Regions from separate parts of the Mus musculus genome. Here region 2 is linked to region 1. The links are chromatin contacts, called in public Hi-C maps. All regions are on one chromosome and are shown on one strand. The core of a region is the stretch at or near the end of the contact, and the rest is flanking DNA. Distances in the headings are between cores, read along the strand shown. Region 1 overlaps Rad51b (RAD51 paralog B). Region 2 overlaps Gm36132 (a long non-coding RNA gene).

The links. Hi-C and Micro-C count contacts between places; a contact is called where the count stands out from the background.
Region 2: a contact with region 1 is called in a Hi-C map of uterus, with 4 times the contacts expected there. The contact joins two enhancer-like sites. A contact is called at or near these places in 6 of 484 Hi-C or Micro-C datasets (myocytes and uterus).

The regions. Positions count from the first base shown.
Region 1 is chr12:79,521,840-79,527,404 of GRCm38.p6, reverse strand. The region is part of intron 7 of Rad51b (RAD51 paralog B); the gene reads right to left. Among named protein-coding and RNA genes, the nearest start is that of Rad51b, 230 kb to the right of the region's middle. Within about 2 kb of position 2,509, at least 18 of the 459 cell types and tissues checked have an H3K27ac peak or open chromatin away from gene starts, as enhancers often do. A contact at or near this core is called in uterus, where this site is marked.
Region 2 is chr12:79,856,906-79,862,470 of GRCm38.p6, reverse strand. It overlaps Gm36132 (a long non-coding RNA gene), which reads left to right. Exons shown (of 4, transcript XR_381728.4): 4 at 1,837-3,628. Among named protein-coding and RNA genes, the nearest start is that of Gm36132, 7.9 kb to the left of the region's middle. Within about 2 kb of position 2,685, at least 105 of the 459 cell types and tissues checked have an H3K27ac peak or open chromatin away from gene starts, as enhancers often do. A contact at or near this core is called in uterus, where this site is marked.

The sequences.
Region 1 (5,565 bases), core at 1,260-3,759:
AGAGGGTCGGTTACTCAACTCTGCAACCTCATGCTGGAGCACTCAGGGGAGGATCTCCTCCTGCCCAGCTGGTATAGGAGAGTTTTAAGCTTGGCGCTTCAAGGTAGGAAAAGAAGTAGAACCTGAAGAAATGATGCTAATGTTGCAAGTCAGGTCTGTCCCCAGACACATCAGCAGTGATCAGTGACTTAATTCTTTCACTTTAAGTCTGTGAGATTTAGACTTGATTATTTAGGGGGGAAAAATGTACCCAATACCTATGTCAAACATTTGTTGAGAGAACCAAGCACAGCAATGAAAGCAATAGGGCTATAAAGAACATTCTTCAATTGCTAATCCATATAAATCACACACACACACACACACACACACACATTATATAAGGGCTCAAAGCACCATACAGTGAAAGAGAATAACAGAACTCCCAACTGGCTTCAACTTCCTAATTAACTAGAAAATATCCCCCAAATGGCCATATTTATTTCAGAAGGCTGAAAAGAGGGGTTTATAGTTGGTAAATTAAAGTAAAGTAATAGAACTAGGACGTGAGTGAAGGATTTACTGATTAAGATAATTATTTAATACAATTTAAAAATGCTAAAAGTCCATGATAAAGACAAAGTCAATATAGCTAGCCTTTCATTTTGACTCAGGCTCCAATATAGCTTGGCAAGGAATAGCAAAAACAATCATATTTCTAAGTTGTACAAAGTAGAGACATCATCTGCTGTTCAAAAGTGGAGCCAAAGATTCAGAGGCATGGGAGATGTAGCCTAATTAAGAACTCTGAGCTACAAGTGAAGAATCCCGGGTTCAAGTCCCAACTTCACCAGTCCTAAAGAATGGAGCAGTAACAAATTACCTAGTCTTTTTGATCTTCAGATTTTTCTTAAATAAACTGAGAGGCCTATACCTGGTTATTAGTTACACCTAGCTCTGAAGTTTTACAATTCTACTGTAAAATTGATTGCTTTTGATGACTAGAACTAAATCGCACCAAGAATGCTGTAATTCCTGTTCAACATTTGTGCTATCCAAGAGCTTATGAAATGACAAGTTTCAACTATTCAAGTCTACTAAGAAAATAAAACCCATGTTAAGTATTATTCAAAAAAAAAAGGCAAAAAAAAAAAAAAAAAAAAAGCAGAGGGAGTGCTCTTACAAGTTTCAAATGCCACTCAATGACAAGTCCTACAATAGCGGAGTCGGCAGCTTTGTGTTGTGTGTATAGGGTGGCGCGGTTGATCTGTATCTCTAAAAGCTGAAATAATTCACAAGGCCACCCACTGACAAGTCCATTGAAGCATAAAGTAATCGGGTTAATAAATAACTGCTTATAATTTCCAGATAGGAAAATGAAAATCTAAAGTCAACAACCACATGACAGGGTGATAAGCGGGAGCAAGAGTGAGGAAAAAACAAAAGCAATTCCTAACACGACGTCTGGGGTCAAAAGTGCTAAAGAGCAGCCATGTCATAGCACTGGAAACTAGGAACACTGAATAAAAAAAATTAAAACTTGTGTTCTGGCTCCATGCTTATAAACTTTTATCAAACTTCTTGCTGAATTTTAAAAAGTAAGGAGATTAGTGAGCTCAGCAATTTTTAAACAAAATTCATAATGAAAACGGGAACTGCTTTTTAAAAAAAAAAGTAAATATTTACATGTAAAATGTCAAGCATAGACAAAGTGCATATGACAGAGGAAGTGGCTGTCCATACATTAAAGCTGGTTTCAACAGCTCCCAACTCACAGTCAATATGAGGCCATCTAACTGCAGCAACTGGGGTGTTCAAACGCAAATCGAGCAAATATTCTGGGAGCTTTAGTTTCCATATTTGAAGACACAAGCAATTATTCTAACCTCTACACATGACATTGTGAAAAATGATCACGAATGTGAAGGCTCTTCTGATTACGTGATAGGTGACTGCTATAAAACAAGATGGGAAATGAAATCGACTGCTTGTTAAATACGTCTATCTTCCAGGCAACATAATGAGTTTTGGGAAAATTTATTTTTCATTCTCCCAGCACCTCTGTGTGGCCACTGAAAATATTACCACTCACCTCAGCAGATACAGGAGATGAAGTAAATTATTCAACTCATATCACATGAAAATCAACAATGAGGGCAAAAATAAATCCTTACTTTCTGCTTCTCTCCACTGTATCATCATTACACACCGTCTGTCACTATGTGAAAGCAACTCTCTTCTCTAAGTGAGAGAGACACGCTCTAAGGAGTGTCCAACATTTACAAGAGAAGCGTGTTATATAACATGCAGGCGTTCAAACGCATTCACTGACTTTAAAGCTCACTTGCAGATTCATATGAGCACACTCCTTCCTTGGCTTGTCTTACCTAAAGAAGACAGCAAGAAATAAAGGGAGAAAATGAAACACACCCGTGCTTCACTGGAATTGAACAATTATAGCTTGCCCTTTCATACGCTTGAAACTTAAACCATTTCCTTGACTGATGCAAAAATTACCTCAGTGTTACACTGAAGAATTACACCACCTGGGCATACTCCATAAAGCCAGAGGCACAAGTGATTCAGCTTCCAGCTCAGAAAGTCCTTACGGCATCTACCAAGTCATTAGAACTTTCTATACTTTAGACATTTTCCTTCCGAGTCGTACAATGGTCTTGTTCACTGAGTTTAGTCAAGGCACGTTGGGATTGAGTAGGAGGGGGGTGGGGGGACGCTGTGCAAAGGGTGTGGTGGGAAGTCTGTCATGAACTAGTCTCCCTGAAAGCTATCTATTAGTCATCTCATGGAATATGCCAGAAGCAGAACAATTTTTCTTCTATGGTCTCAGGTTGAGCACCGTCTTCCAGGACCATCACTGAGAAATCACAGCCCATTGTAGCCTCAAACAAATGGTCAACAGTATATCAAAGGGAGCCTTCTCCAGGAAATTCTCTCCAATCTGGAAAGGGGTACTGTGGTTTTCTGAAAAACCAAACATAAATTAACATTTTTTTCTTTAAAAAAAAAAACAACAAAACTAATAGGCTTGTCATATTTTAAAATTAATGGTTACCAACATCATTACTTTTAGGATATGGAGGATCTGTAAAGTGCTATTTCTAAAATACAACAGAAATTGGAACTAAAATCTATAGGGTCAGCTTCCATAATGCTAAAATCCAAAACCTGAGACCCTTTGACGGCCAGGATGAGACCACAAATGGAAAATGTTACACCTGACCTCATGTGACAGGCTGGCAGGCATGCTACAGGTATGATATGAAATTATGTCCAGGCCACGTGAAGGAGATACGCATGGAACACAGTAAGTTGCACATTTAGATTTGCTTCCCATTCCCATGCTATATAAACCCATAGATGCAAATATTCCACAATCCAAAGAAGTCTAAAATTCAAAATGTTTCTGGGCCCCAGCATTTCCATGGTAGAAGTATGCAGACAGCCTTTTCTTAATTCTGCACTTGTTAGTTCTTCTGGGCGAGGCTGAGACACTTTAGAACAGCAGCCTTTTCATCTATCAAATTACAAATGTGGTCTGAAAGGTATCTGAGCCTTCCTTCAGTTCTGAAACCCTCAGATTACCTAGCTCAGTAACTGTTACTATTAGACTTCTATGTAGGATTTTCATTTTTTCACAATGCCACTTATTGTGTAAAAATTTGTTAAAATAATCAAGACATCAAAGAAGATGAAGGACTAACATGTAGTAATTGTTTATAAATATGGTTTTAAAAAAACGAAATTCAGAAGAAAAGTAGGTTTTCTAGTTCTCTGAATTCCAGGTAACCAATCCTTCGGGCCATGTTCGGAGGTTCAGCACAGCCATGTATGGAGTGCTAGCCTAGAACGGGTTCTAAATACTTGTATATTTCATTTTTAGCTGCTGATGGTTCTGTTGTTCCCCACCATCCCAACAGCAGTACCCAAAGTAAGTCTTCCTCAGACTCTAATACCCCTTTGAATTGAAGAGAGGTTATGAAGTCAGCTTGGGAACTCTTACTGCTGAGGGTTTAAACTTTCACACACACACACAAAAAGAGCTACAAAACACTTCTGAAGGAAAAAAAAATGTTACCAAAGTTTCTATTTTTGAAACTGTCTAGAAACTTGGGGGCATGCACTATTATCAATAAGGAAATTTTATAATTCATTGTAGCTTGAACACATGCTTCCCCAAATACTTCATGAATAAACTTCACATAGTAGATAACGACCTATTAGAATGAAAATTAACTATGATTTACCATAGAGCCTCCATTAAGAAAAATACTCAAAAAAAAAAAAAAGAAAAAAAAGAAAAATACTCAAGCCTCTGAGAGCACTGCATGTGCATCTTAACTGACAAATGCTAAAACCCAAGCAGGGCCACATAAGCTACCATGGGCATCATATACGCTGGAGACAGTGTCTTCAAGGCTCTCCTACTTGAAAGAAGGCTCTTCCTAAAGGCCGTGCAACTTTCCACACAAAAGCAGAGAGAACTACCAGTAAAATGATCTGGAATTTAAAAAAAAAATTGAAATGCACAAGGTTTTCCTGGTGGAGGTGAACCTCTTTCTTATACTCTGTAAGGGCTCCATCAGCAGCATCGGTCTCAAACATGTGGTTCACAAAAAATGTGATGAGACAGGAAATTGTGTAGAAGCAAACAAATCAATTGACCAGCATTCTCTCTCTCCACAACAGAGCAGTGCTGGGAGTACAGAGCTTGTTAAGGGCTTAATGTGAAAGTCTGCTTAACTGTTCACTGCACTTCAACACTCCATGTCCCTCTTTTAAGCAGCACATGACAGGAAAAGGACTCTCCCATGCATCTTGTTCTTACTTCGCTGGCTTCTAAAACACAGAGTGCTAATTAGTCACATAAGTGGGCACAGTAAAATCCAAACCTTCCTGCATTACTAATCAAGTTTAGATGGCTCTGAGCTGAGGACTTAGTCAAACCCAAACTCACACTTGCAAACTGCAAAAAATCTGGGTTTATACTTTGCAACTAGTCACTGCTACTTACAAATGTGTCTGCTTTTGAAACTATTTATAAAGAGATAAAAGGTTGGATTTTACAGACACTGGTTCAGCTGACATTACAAGGGGATGTAAGAACAAGAAAAAGATAATTAGCATTACTTTATTTTTTCTGCCCCTCTTTTAATGTGTCCCTCCAAAACCCATTTGTTTTCTCAAAGAAAACCCAAAATAACAAAACGAAATGAACAAAACCAAACATCTCAGAGCCATTTACTGTTTGAAGGTCATGAACTCTGAACTATGACACCAACACTGGTCCTTTAATCATTTCTTCTTCTGTAACACAGCCCATGATCCTTCCCATTCTAGTAGCTTAAGCACATTTCATTAGTGTGGTCAGTGGTGTACAAGCAAATCTGTTATCTAAATGTTTGAAGGGTGTGTGGGAGAAGAAGTACATATTATTGTAATTCTGAAATTAATTCACTTTCTAATTGTCAATTTAAGATAAAATATGAAGCTTCTGTCACTGACTCTTCTGTTTTGCTATGGTCATTTCTATACTACCTCTGAAATCCTAAGGAGGAGCCCTATGGA
Region 2 (5,565 bases), core at 1,436-3,935, 330 kb before region 1:
AAGAGTTATATATCTTGATCTGAAGGCAGCAAGAAAGGAGGTCTGAATCACGCTGGCCAGAGACCTCACAGCCCCACCTCCATTGTGACATACTTCTTCCAACAAGACCACACCTCCTCCAACAAGGCAATACCTCCTAATAGTGCTACTTCCCATGGGCCAAGCTTATTCAAACCACCACACCCCTTTTATGGTACTCTTGGTCTAGTAGAGAATAGGCTAAATAAGGGGTGACCTCTGCCAGGCATATTGGGAACCTGCTTCAGAGAAAACACCAGGGAAGTTTGTTTCAGAGTGTCTCACTGTGGGTGTCTTAGTTAGGGTTTTACTGGTGTGAACAAATACCATGACCAAGGCAAGTCTTATACAAAACAACATTTAATTGGGGCTGGCTTACAGATACAGAGGTTCAGTCCATTATCATCAAGGTGGGAGCATGGCAGTATCCAGGCAGGCATGGCAACAGGCAGAGTTGAGAGTTCTACATCTTCATCCAAAGGCTACTAGTGGAAGACTGACTTCCAGGCAACTGGGGTGAGAGTCTTAAGCCCACACCCAGAGTGACACACCTATTCCAACCAGGCTACACCTCCAGATGGTGCCACTCCCTGGTCCAAGAATATACAAACCACCACAGTGGGCAACTCATAATCTTCCTGCCTCAGTATCCAAGTGCTGGTATTATGGGTGTGTGCCACACCTGGCACATGATTTGTCCCAAAGAGCTATGGACACTCTTCCCTCCTGTGTAGCCATTGCTGTCGTCTTTGTCATCTTCATCTTTTTACTTTGTGTGGTGAGGACCAAACCCAGGGCCTCATGCTCTTGTAGGTGCACACTGCCCTGCAGGAGACAGCCCTGGTCTTTGCACTTGTATCTTGAAATACTGGAAACACCCCAAGACTAGAGCTGCAATATGTCTGGTCCTCATTAGAACCTAGTTCAGGAGGGCCTTATGTGTGACCTGGCTGACAGAACCTGGGCTCCTCCTGAGCCATGGCTGCATGAAACAGATGAAAAGATGATCGTCCTCCACAGTTAAAGCAGTTCTAAAATCTAGAACATTCCCTAAACTGTGTGTCTTGGGTCACTTAGGAATTCTATTTAAAGCCTGTGGGCCCCTTCATCCACAACCCAGAGCAATCCTCTCAGTCCTCTCCCTTCATCTTGACACAGCCCTGTGAGGAGTGAGAAGCCCCCTTGCTTCATCTCACTCAGGGTTTATGGGGGTCCATGTATTTTTCTTTCTACTCTGCTTTGGTCATCTCTCAGCGTTGCTCTGTGGGAGCCTTAAAGGGTTTAATTTTAAAACCAAAGCATATTTTTGAACCTTGGTATGTCTAAGTCCCTTCCGGCTCATGGCAGCTGTTCTCTGTGGACCCCTCTCTCCATGTGTCCTTGGCCAGGTTACTGACCTCTCTCTGTCCCCCTCCCATCTGCAACAAGGCTAATGACTGCAATCCCCATATAGGAGGGAGCAGAGGGTGCACCAGGGGACAAACCAAGAATAGGAAAGCATGAATATCTTAGCTGCCATTCTTATCCAAAAAGGAGGCGCAGCGTGAACCTCCTCTCTCAACCACACAACAAGCCTATTTTGTTGTTTTTATTTGTTTTCTTTCACTTAGTTCTGAGACAGGGGCTCACTATATAGTCTTGGCTGGCCCACAACCTACTTCATAGACCAGACTGGCCTTGAACTCACAGCACTGAGATAAAAAGTATTTGCCACCACACTGGGCAAAGCCAGCTTTACAGACCACCAGAATGTTGCGTTTATGTCACCCAAGTAAATGCATTTTTTTAAAGCAATGTGTCACCTTGTTCTTTCTACAGGAATAGAATTCCTTCAAGGACCATTTCTTACAGGAGAGGGAAGACATGGAGGCACAGTAAATGGGTAGGTGACAGGCAAATGGAGAGCCTGGCACTCATGTCAAGGACAAGATAAAGCCTGTCTGCACGGGCTGAAGTAGGGACATTCAGCAAAGTGGTTTTTCTCTGGGCTGTTTGGTGCTTACAGTTTGCCCAGATCCTAACCCAAACTCAAACTGGAACTTCCTGGATGGCGCCACCTTGCCTTGGCAATCCTTAATTTATTAACTCAAAATGCTTCCCAGATCCTGCCCAAGACCTCTCTAACCTGGCTCCCAACTCTCTGTGCTCAGACTCACTGGCCTGCACTGTCACAGCTTTGAATGGGACTGTCCTTGAGATCCATAAAGAAGTACTTCCCCCGGATCCCTCACCAGCCCAAGGCCACTTGCAACCTTCATGGGGGTGTGGGGGGGGGGGGGAGAAACACGACACTGTCCTGGTTTCCACTGGCAGCAACGGTTACTCAGGCTGCCTCCAAACAGCCAGAAGAGTTCCAGAGTCCACAGATCTTGCTTCTCAGTGGCACACACATTCATAGACTTCTCTAAGGTGCTTCCCTGCAGGAGAGCTCTCTGTGAGCTAGGTCCTTACACAGGAGTCTCTGCTGAGGAAAAGCCTTGGACGTGGGGTTAGGAAAGCTGTCAGAGGCTGTTTTGCACAACATCAAACACATTCCAGGCCTTATCTAATCAGGGAGCCTTCTTCAACAGCCATGCAGAGGCTGTTCCTGCAAAGCATTCCCCAGGCAGGGCGAGGGCCTTGATTCTAGAGGCAGAGTAATGGCTCTTTTGGCACAGGCAAAGCTGCCTGGCAGCTGGAGCTTTGAGGTAACCTCTGACCCTCTCCCACAGTTCCTCCCAAGTCCCGCCGCACCACTCTAAGCCACCCTCAAATCCCAGGCTCTAATTGGCTCTGGTTTGTTTTGCCTTTCTCTTCTGTCCAGTGCTTCAAAAGGCACTTCAATAATTGTTTGAGGCACGAAAAAGGCAGGGTTCAGCTTTCCTAACTGGAATTGGAGGTAATTACTGTCTTCCATATTCGAGCCGGTACATGCTGCAAATCACATGGCTCTGGGTTGCTTTCCAGCGGGGTGGCCAGGTCTCAGAGCTACAAGGAGGATTATAGAACTTCACAAAGGCTCTGCTTCAGAGAGAGAAGAATCGACAGGTCTCAGAAGTGCTAGAGGAGTTGTTTATACTCTTCTGCTGTCCGCTCGAGACTGTCCTGAGAGGTTTGGTCTGAAGAGACTTCAACTCTACCCTGGAAGTTTGGGATTTGCTTTTTTATTTTGTTTGCTCTCAATGGGCAGGAACTGACCCCTCCACACACACACACACACACACACACACACACACACACACACACACACACACACACACATAAGCCCCTTCTTGTTTGAAATTAATAACCACATGCTCGACCTAGGCTGCCCAACTTCAGAACAGAACTTCAATGAGTGAGGCTAAGACCCACCTCCAAGAACCAGAATAAGGATTCCATTTTGTGCATTCAAAACAGCAAACCCAAATGTGGAGAGTCTCTGGATCATCCCCCTTCTGCTCCTTGTGGACCCGGAGGGCCTTGTTTAATCGATCAGCTGATTCACAGGACGTCACTCACAGTGAGAGCGGTTGCTGACCCAACCTCAGAGGGTGTGTGAGGTCCACATGAGGTTAGCCCATGTGAAGTGCCTGTCTGGGATCTGTGTATACCAAATGTTCAATAAATATCAGCTAACAGTCACTGTCAAGGAGGGCCTTCTGATGCCAAAGGAGCCAGTCTGAACAGAGCCACCGTGAAATAGTACAATGAAGCAGGAAGGGCTAGGGTGCCAGCCCCAGTGTGAAGTGTCTTCCCTCCAAAGGGAATTGTCTTAAACATCTGAAGTTACCTCTGTCTCAGCCTGGCTCTCGCTCACCATCCTGAACGATCTCATCCAGGTGGAGGGCTGCTGTCCCCACTGTGCTTCTGGCCCTTCTCTTTCCAATGTCCTCCTCAGAGCTCTCAATGTCCTCGAACCTTGACTCCAGGTCAGTAAAGCCGATCAAACCGCACATCCCGGCAAGGGCTCGGTGGAAATCCCCTCTGAGCAGGTGACCTTTACAGGTCGCACACGTTGCTTTCATAGTCTTGAGGACAATGCACAGGCACATACTTATCTGTGTATTTGTCTCATATCTATTTCTAGATAAACTAAAGTTCATGTGAACGAGGCCAAGTTTCTCTGTCCTTTCTTCCTTAACACAGATGACGGTTTGCCTGTGAACTTTCTTTATTCTGTTTATGCAGATCTGAGTGATCGACTAGAGATCTAGCAGGTCCTTTCTGTATATTTGCTGAAGGAATGACTTCTTTCTCTGTCTCTCTGTCTCCCTCCTCCCTTCCCTCCCTCTCTGTGCGGTAATGGTATTGGGAATTGAACTCGGGACCTTGATCACATTAGGCAAATGTTCTACCACAAGCTGCATTCTTCGCCCTCAAACCATGATTTCAAAGCAGAGACAGTTCCTGTCGTCGGGAAGAGTTTCTGGGCACAAAGAGAGGCTGAAAAAACACTTGAGATCACATCTTGTTTTTCTCAAGTGGGGCCATTTGGCTTTGTCTGCCTTGCATTTGATGGAGTTTCATGTTTAATAACAGCCCTGAATAGTTAGGATAAACACACCAGGCACGATCATGAACTAGTTGCAGGCTTAAAAGCCTGAAGCAGGGCGTGCCTACAGTGTATGCACAAACATGGTTGACTCTCAGTTATCCGCTCCAGCACATAATCTAATAGCCAGTAATCTAATAGTTTACAATGTAATATCCTACAGCCCTGAGAGTTTTACATGTGGTTTTGGACTATGTTTCTGAATTTGCATTGGATACAGGCGGCTCTGACAGCCTAAGAATTCACTGGAGCTCCTATGTCTATCACTATTGCCTCCGTGGCCTGGAAAAAAACCCTCCTGGGCTCCCAGCACACGCAGAAAAAAATACTGCATTAAGCTTGGGGGTCGGGGGGGGGGGGAGCATAGTACCCTTCAGTCACAGAAGGTGGCTGTCCAAACCCCAGCTCCTCCATGTTCCCTTATCACTATTTACCCCCGAAGACTGTTTCAAAACATAGCTGAGCTTTCAGGGGAAAAAAAAATGAGTCTGAACTGCCCCGTTAGGTGGGTGCACAAACCAGTCTGAAACAGAATGGGCTCCTTAAAGGCTTCCTGTCTCACAACTGGGGAAAGGTTTGATTCTTCTCTTTTTCTTTTTAAGTGTTTTTTTTTTATTACGTGTGTGTGTTGCTCCTGTGAGTATATGTGTACATACATGTACATGTTCAAATGTATGTGCTATAGACTATTCTCTCTTCCAACCATGTGGGTCTGGGAATTTGGGTCTTTAGGCTTTATTGACTGAGCCATCTTGCTATTCCTTTATCTCCCACTCTTCATCCTTATCTTTTTCTGCCCTAACGTACCTTCTCTTCCTGGCTCAGTGGAAGGGTAGTCAGCAGGTCTTTGCTTTGAAAACCATGCCTGGTGGTGAAAGTTCTTGATTCTGCCAGTACACTTCAGAAAGGACCGCTGTCCTGAGCAGCCTGGCGTTGAGCTACCTGAGGGGTCCCTGTGCCATACTGGCTGCACTCCTGGCCCAAACCATGAGGACTTTCTCCTTGATGGGACATATGTCTATCTGGGCATGTGT